2 separate regions of the Anas platyrhynchos genome follow, and region 1 is linked to region 2. Evidence: chromatin contacts called from public Hi-C data. All regions are on one chromosome and are shown on one strand. The core of a region is the stretch at or near the end of the contact, and the rest is flanking DNA. Distances in the headings are between cores, read along the strand shown. Region 1 holds the start of TMEM241 (transmembrane protein 241). Region 2 has its middle 20 kb from the start of CABLES1.

Region 1 (4,038 bases), core at 1,163-3,662, 130 kb after region 2:
TTGTGTATGGAGCTGAGTATACTCAGAGAAAATGGAGATTGCCAGGTGAATTATTCCTAGAGTCAATTACAGCCCTGGAGCTGCAAGTCAGGCAAAAATGTTTTCGAACAGTAAAGGAATTAAAGATATCCAACATCTGTAGATTTTACCAGCGTCTCAAAAGAACGAAAGGGAGAAGTCTTGAATGTAAGAGGAGAGAATTTCACTAACTGTCTCACAAATTATTAACAGTACTGATGGTCTATGAATACTTGGGAAAGCATTAAATTTTTCATTACTGTCATTAAGGTATCATAAGGACTACACAGCTAATACACAGCTACAACAAATGCCAAGCATGAAAATAAGCAGCACTGTATTTGTGTATGCCTAAAGATGGGTTTAAGGTCAGTTTTCACTAGCACAATAAAAAAAGAATACACCAAATCTGCCTGTTATCCATGAGAGCCATATCCCATGAAGACGGGCTATACTATTACTACTTTTCTATGCTAAAGCATAAAACTTCCATGAAAAACAAAAAATTATGGGGTCTATATATCCTAATTACATTACCATCATTATGTTTAAAAGTTAACCAAGACAAGTTAATGTCTGTTTTACCAAGATTTCATGAAGTTCGTTCTCTGGACAGCAACAGCCAGTAACAGCATGAAGTACCCAAGTTGGCTTCAGCATGGAACAGCAGGACATTTACCGATTAAAGTCATTTTTCAAACGATTGTATTCTTAAAATGGTACTTACCCTTGAAAAAGGGTAGGGTAGGTAAATTTCAGGACAGACAGGACATACTGGAAAACAAACACCAAATTAATGGACGTCAAACATCCACGGAGCTATAACGTTAACAAGCAATTACAAGAGCAACAAATACAAGAAGCCCCTACTGAAATAAAGAAACATAAAAAAAAAAAATAAGAGACAGTCTGAACATTCTCTGTAACTTCTTTTCCTGTGTCAGAACTGCTTGATGTTCCCCCAGTCGCTGTGGAAGGTAGTAGACACTGAAGTTCGTGAGGCACAGAGCAGACACACTGAACACTGGAGAGAAGGATGCCTACCGAGTTGCTCTTTTACTTGCTGAGCACACGGCACACTTTGCACTGAACGGGAAAAGGACGTACAGGAACAAAAAGATACAAGGACTTGTCCATTAAAATCATATCATACCACAGAGGCAAGCTTTGGCAGGATTAAGACCGCTAACTTTGAGATAATTTTCTCCTGATGATTAATCCATCTGTACCTAACGCTGCTCACCCAGTTTTGTGTAAAACATGAAGTAGTCCATAAAGCCCATCGGAGATGTAATACACTGCACAGATATGGAAGTAGGCTTTGTGTCTTTGCTTTAGCATGCTTTGTTAGGGTCCCTGCGTATGGATGTTCACGTTTTTTCCCCACATACATATGCATCTATGAGACAGAAATGCATTGGCCTTTCCATACATAAACCAGGATCTAACAACTACCTGTGATAAAGAACACGGACGCTATCTGTGCACAGGAGAAGAACGACTGGAGCTTCCTCAGTAGAAAGGAAAGGGACCTGCCATTCCCTCCAGGAGCCAGCAGCAGCTGTCAATGAACACGAGATGCCAAAAGCTTTCAGCAGAGACAAAACCGCACTGAGCACTTGGCAAAATGACTTTTAGAGGTGGTGGCAGCGTGTTACTGAGAAACTGGCATCAATACACACTGAGATAAGGCACGCTGGCTCACAAGGGGTTGTGTTAGGCACAGATTTGTCAGAAGTAGCAATTGGTTTTTAAATCGGGAGGGTGTAACTGTGCAAGTCCATACCCCCACTTCCATTTATATGTCATCTGGGGAAAATGGAAGGTGTATATTCTGATTATCTTCAGCCTCATTATGTTAAAACCTACTCAAAAGTTTGAAAACAGAGGCCCTACATCAAAGCTCTTCCAGCTTCCTCTGAGTTAAGCCAAGCATCTTTTCCAACACAGGAGGCAGCCCGGCAGCTGCTGCAGCCCCTTTCTGCTTCCCCAGCCAACACCCCTCCTTCAGCAGATTCGGTAGGAGCAACATCTCCTCCTAGGAGCTCTGCTTCACCTCTGGACCCCGATCTACCTCTACTTAGCGGGGTTCCCGGCTACCACCCCCTCGCCCCCCATTTCGTGAGGCGAAGGGGCCGGGAGCCGGGCCGCCAGCCGCCACGTGTCCCGGGGCCCCGGCTTCAGCCTCCGCCGCCTCCCCGGTCTACTCCGGGCTCCCCTTGCGGAGCAGCTCACCTTGTTGGTGAAGCAGGACGCCAGGTAGAAGAGGCAAAAAGCCAGCCCGCCCGCCGGCCGCTTCAGGTACATCGGGCACCGGCCCAGGCGCCCGCGGCGGCCATGGCGGGGCAGCGGCCGCTCCCCGCCGCGCCTCCTCCTGAAGGGGGCGAGGCCGCCATGAGCGGGGCGGCGCTAACATCAATTGCAAGCTTATTATGACAAATTTTTCGTTTTGGTAATTGCCATTCCTTGCACTTAAGGAATGCACTCTTTCTGTGACACCTCTGGGCTCACAGAGATGCAGCCCAGAGACAAAATCTGCCTCCACTCCCCGCTTCTGACAAGCTCCGCTCCCCACTTCTTCCAGCTTCAAACATCACACTTACAAATCTACTATTAAACGTATCAGCCCACCTTTTTGCCCTTGTTTGGCTAAATTGAAGCTGAATGGAGGTGTAATCTGTGGGATTTTCTCTTTCAGTGTTCTGTGTGGAATGAAAAGCAACACTTTTGAGGAAAACAACAACAACAACATATTACGGATAGAATTACGTTTTGTGTTCTTGACCTGCTTGGTTTTTAGTCATCACTGTGATGACAAACTGAGAGCATCATCAAGAGAAATTAACATCTGTAGTTAGGGAATATGTGATAAGATTTTTTTTTTTGCTTTAAAAAATAAACTGTTTTTGCTAGTGTGCATTTAACTCAAGGATTTGACAAACATGAAATATTCAAAAAACTCCTACTTTACAACACAAATTTCCTTTCCAGTTTTCTAAATATCCAAGTGGCTTTCCAGTAAAAATAGGAAAAAAAAAAAAAAAAAAAGACTTCTCATTTATGTGGTGAAAAATTAATCATTTGGGGTACTTTTCAGTAAAGAAAAGCTAACAGATCTTTTGGGACTTCTTTTATTGTAAACCAGAAAAAAAGCAGAATAATGTTTCTTATATCTGCAGTTACAGCACACATTCCAGAAAACAGTTAAGAGAACAGCCATTTTGTTGGAAAAAAAATAATAGCATATCTTAACAAACACAAATTGCTTCCCTTATATTTAATTTTAGCTGTAATATTTGAACGTTATGTTTGTTCAATGACAAGCTTTATGGTAAAATACATTATGGGAATGCTCAACATGAGATATCTGTGTGTTCTCTGCCTTCGGCAGCTCGAGATATTTAATGGTAAGTCATTTCACAAACTGTAGCCTGTATTGCTTAACTTACACTGTTGGGAGATACTCATTTAGTGAACCTACCTAGAGGGAAAAAAAAAAAAAAAAGTAGCAAATAATTGCAAACAGCTAGATTTTACAGCAGTACTTATGCACAGCGGTGACGTGTAAACTATAAATACCCCAGGGAGGCAGAGAAGCAGTGGATGACGTGTCCTACCTAGTCCTGGGCGTTCTTGTATCACATCACAGGTCAGCCGTGCTCTTGCCTGATCAGCAATCCCCTACCTGTGCTGTTCTCATCTTGACTTTGCTCACGTAATGCAAAGTACAGGGTCTCTCTGTACATGTGCACCCTGTTTTTGAAGAAAGCAGCACAAATAAGGGAGTGGTGAGCATGGCCTAAATTGGAGAGAGAGAAGGAAAACTAACAGGTAGAGCAAGGGCAAATCCATCCCATGGTATGAGCCCGTCTAACCTGCTAAGTTGAGCCTCAAAAGGCAAAGTCAGAGCTCAAGGGCCTCACAGTCCCCACTGCTCCAAGACAAATGCAAACACTTTGGTCCATGAAACGCAATCCTGTGTGGTTTGTAAGGAGCTGGCCCAAAAGAGACATCTGATTT
Region 2 (4,427 bases), core at 1,626-4,125:
TCCAGCTGAATTTTGGATTAGGCTATGGAACCACTGCAGGATATTATGGATACAAAAAGTCTGGGCAGGTTAAAAAGAGAATATAAAGTGGAAAAAAGTCATCAAGGATGGAATGTGTTAAAGATACTACTGCTGCCTCAGGCATTCCTGAAGTCTGGGTTACAGGAAACTGGGAGAGTATCCTAGGGGAAGTATCTGTCTCCGTATGTGCCCCTCAGTATAGCTGTACTTAGGTTCATGTTACACTTAGGATACTGCCAAAATTCCACAGAGTATTTACTAGAGATGCCATTTCCCCTTGAAAATGTGCTGTACCCCATCTTTCGGTCTGTGTCTGCCTCCTGAGCTATGCTTCAGAGTTACACTGCTAAATATGCATCACATCCCCTGTATCCACAGATCCACAGATGTAAAGCTTGCAGAAATTACCCATTATTTAGGCTCTGCCATTTGATAGTACCTTGTACTTACTTCAAAGGTCGCTAGTATTTCAACTGAAATACAAAAGGCAGCTTGCGGAGGTTTTGGGTACAGAAGAGTGAACAACATACAGTGAAATGAATATTTTATCGATACTTCTTTTTTTGAAAGTCCATTGTTGTTCGTGAGGATAGTGCTACTCCACTAGAGGACAGTAAGGAACTGCTTTTACACATAGAAGAGTAAGAACTGCCCTTTCCACTCTAGTTAACCAACGTTTTAAGAGCTCAGTTGCCTTAAAAATTTAATCTCTCGTCCATCTGCAATAATGCCAGGGGAAAAAAATGTTTACTATTGAGACCAAGTTTCATCTTGATGAGATCAGATAATAAAAAAAATAATCTAGAAGTAAAAATAGAAACAACAGCTGAGATACACCATGGTTTCCCCTTCAAAGAGAGAATTTCCTAAAGAAATAACAGAAGTCTGAGCAACTTCTGTGTACCAAAATGACAACTAAAACTGACGAATGTTAGAAATTCATTTACAGTTTTCTATTTGTGGTAAATTCTAGTATTAATTTCTAGTTATAGCTTACCTATATTTTTATCTTGTAATAATGCATATTTTTTGCCCAGAGGAAATGGAAGAAAAAGGGGGTTGGGATTGTCTTCAGGTGTATCCAGGTATCGGTACCCAGCTGGGAACCTTGGAATAGCAGTGCCTCTTGGGTCATACCTGCACCACCCGTCTGTTGATAAGAGTCTGTCATAGTAACAATCCTCAGGGAGCTAAAAACCCATCTAAAAACCCATCCATTTGATGTCAAAACCAACCCCGTTGGAATAGGTTGAAGTGGTTCCTGAAAGTCAGCTTCTCTCAACTTAGATCCAAGGTAGCACTTGGTATTTCCAGCAGTTTCTTCTGTAGTACTGGAGCATAGAGCATCACCCTTGTGTTATTAGTAGTTGCTAGCACATATTCACGTGGGTGATGTTAAGACACTTCCACGGGCCCGATAGTGGTCCAGTTTTCAAGCCAGTGCCTAAGGCCATTCCCAAAACCATGAAGATAGCAAACAGCTGACTTCAGTGCATCCGAAACGCTATCTGCCTGATCCACAAAGAGAGAGCCCAAAAACAAGTTAGCTTTTGATCATAAACTGTTTTTTGGGCTGCTTGGAGCACAGAAGTCAGGCATCGTTAAAATGTCCCCAGGCAAATGGTTCCTTTCATTGCCTGCAAGGCCGTCCCGGTCATTAGTTGCTTTTAATTAGTTGTGCTTTTGAACTTTGCTGTTCTCAGATGAAAAGGATGAATGGCTTAGCCCTAATGAAGCAGGAGGAAGACGGTGTCTGTCTGTAGATTAATGAGGAATCCTGTCCAAAAAAAAAAAAAAAAAAGCATAAGAGAGCAAAATACAGGTGGAGGAAGAGCAGAGGGAGAAGAGGTTGGTGCAGTTCTTGCTGTTGATGCATCCCGGGGTATCTGTGGGCTCTTTTTAGGAAGACTGCTGAAGTCAATTTGATCTCGTCAGCCCCAATGCTCAAAGAAGGAAGGGCTTTGCTGAGTTTAAATGGCTCAACTGGGGAAAATTTGGGAGAAAGAACTAATGATACCTTTCCCTTCCATGTGTAAGTGCAGAAAGACTGCTCGGTCTGAAGTGATTCACTGTGCTGTCCTAGCACAGCATGAGCATAACATTTACAGGGGTGTTTTCTGTGCATGAGCATGAACAGCCAAGGGAAGGAGTGAGACAACACAGAAGTACGCCCAAAGATCCACTCAGTGCAAGATGGACCAGGACTGCTTCATGCCCAGGTGGAACAATTTAATTGGATAAAGCCAAAAATGTAAAGCGTTTTCCCCAGAATTCCTCGTTTCTCTAGCCTGTGCTTTGTGTGCAGTCTTAGAGGTCGGTTTGTGTTCCTGTACGCATCCAGCCCATGGAAAATGATGTGCTGCAGACAATATGAACAGTGTTGTCCTGTGAATTATGGTACTGGTCACAAAGTGATGTGTCAGCACTGCTTGGGTTGAGCTTCACGGTTTGGTGGGCACTGAGACTTAAAACGAGGATGTGGTATAAAAATACGCAGTGCGTTCGGACCACCAGGGTTGAAAGGATGGGTGCTATAAATATGGACAAATCTTCCCTTGAGGGTCCTATTAAGACAAGATTCTTCGTGGGTTACAATTGCCTTCTTTCTCCAACTTCCTAGTACAGAAGGCTTGCCTCTCCTCTTTAGAATATCTTCAGGATGTGCTGGTGGTCGGGCATGTGGCCATTTAGGCATAAGCATGGTGGTGGCAGAGCCCCCAGGCTCCCAAGTGGGAGCCATCAACAGTTACGGGAGATAACCCTGCCCGGCAGGAGCCGTGAGAAGGACAGCTGGAGACTGGTTGCCCTTGGAAGGTTTTTGTTGGCATTCCAAAGCCAAAAAAAGGCCATGGAAGAGGCTAATCAGAGTTTTCATGTGGTGGTGAAAAAATGTATTTCGACTACAGTGCAAGAATAAGCATCGTTCTAACCACGTCTTGGAAATACAGAAGTTTGCCCTTTTCTTGTTATTTCTGAGTAGTTTACATAGAGCATCCTTGATGTTCTTAAAAATGACCTTAAAATGAGGAATAGAAATCAGTTAAATCTTTGATTCATGTATATAATTTTTATGCTGGAATTTCAGCACCGACTTGAATATCTATTTTGAACGAATTCAGTGAATTAACACCTTACCTCACATTGTCTATACTTAGCCAATGGTTTCACAGGGAGAAGGCTTTAAAAAATAATATAATGACAGAAAAGAAAAGAGCTTTATGTGCCTGTACTCCAAAGCCAGCAGAAATAGCCAGGAGACCAGGCTGCGGGTCAGATGTTGGAAACGAGAAGCGGAGGAGACAAAATTCAGAGCCAGTTATCGTCTTACATCTATGTGGTGATAAAAGCCACCCATTACCTCATAGTTAAAATTACCAACTCGACGAGTCTTTTTAGGGCGGTTTTAAATAAAGTGCGAATAAAATAAGGCTAGATAGGACAGAAATGATGATTTTTTGGACCTTGGGGAATCTGTTACATGTGCTTTACTTGTGCCCTTGGGTAAATCAGTTGTGGGAAAAGATAAAGAGATTAAAAACAGTCTTTGAAATGACATTCCTAATGACTCACCATTTCAGAGAGCTTGGGAATTTGAGCTGCATTTGAAAAGAAGCATAAAATAAAAAATAAGAAATGCTAACATTATCTCTGATAACGTGTATCGGATAATGAATTGATGTTCTTTTAATGTTGAGCAGATGGCCCAGAAGAGGCAATTATTTGAATTCAACTTTTCTTTTACTTCAGTCAGCTTACAAAAGTGCAGGTACCATATCACACATGCCTAAGGATGAGTACAAGGAGAGCCAAGACGCCGATCCTTGCAAATCGGAAAAGTCAATTTGCTATTTCTATTCCAGGGAAACATCCAGTATCTCAAATCGTATTAGCGTTCTTCTTTGGCACAAAAAAGCCAGGATTTGCCACAAAGTTACGTCTAAAAGAATTGGGTTTGAAATATTAAACTCGCTGAAGTATTTCACTCTGCCCTAATGCAATTCGGTTTATATCATTACTGTCAGATGAGAAGAAGGCAAGAATTTCAAACACATCGTGACAACCCTCTCTGAAATCACTCTGGTTTTTATATGCACTTCTAAAGCGTGTTGCTTGCCGGGTATCAAGTGAATGAATAACACTCTTTGGTTTGCTAGCCTGCCAAACGCGCTCTATTAATTGCTAATGAATTGTCAAATGCCTTGTAAATCATTCAGGCAAAGCAACAGAATTTCTGAAATTTAGTCCCAATAATTTGACACTTAATCAAGAAAAAAAAAAAAGGAAATATGAAAAGATACAAAGAACATGCTTTAGTTGTTCTTCCCTTTCCTTCTCCCTTGATCTATAAGCACACCAAACCATTGGAAATACAACTCCATTCCTCTCAAGCCTGTGTTGGAAGAGTT

The links. A called contact is a pair of places that touch in the nucleus more often than the background predicts.
Region 1: a Hi-C map of F1 follicle shows a contact between it and region 2, with 3 times the contacts expected there. The contact joins the promoter of TMEM241 here to the enhancer-like site in region 2. A contact is called at or near these places in 7 of 8 Hi-C or Micro-C datasets (F1 follicle, F5 follicle, liver and 3 more).

Annotation. Positions count from the first base shown.
Region 1 is chr2:54,986,229-54,990,266 of IASCAAS_PekinDuck_T2T, forward strand. It overlaps TMEM241 (transmembrane protein 241), which reads right to left and starts at 2,413. Exons shown (of 15, transcript XM_072034791.1): 1 at 2,254-2,413; 2 at 746-792. The coding sequence starts at 2,325.
Region 2 is chr2:54,853,381-54,857,807 of IASCAAS_PekinDuck_T2T, forward strand. No RefSeq gene overlaps it. Among named protein-coding and RNA genes, the nearest start is that of CABLES1, 20 kb to the right of the region's middle. Within about 2 kb of position 2,876, at least 1 of the 8 cell types and tissues checked has an H3K27ac peak or open chromatin away from gene starts, as enhancers often do. A contact at or near this core is called in F1 follicle, where this site is marked.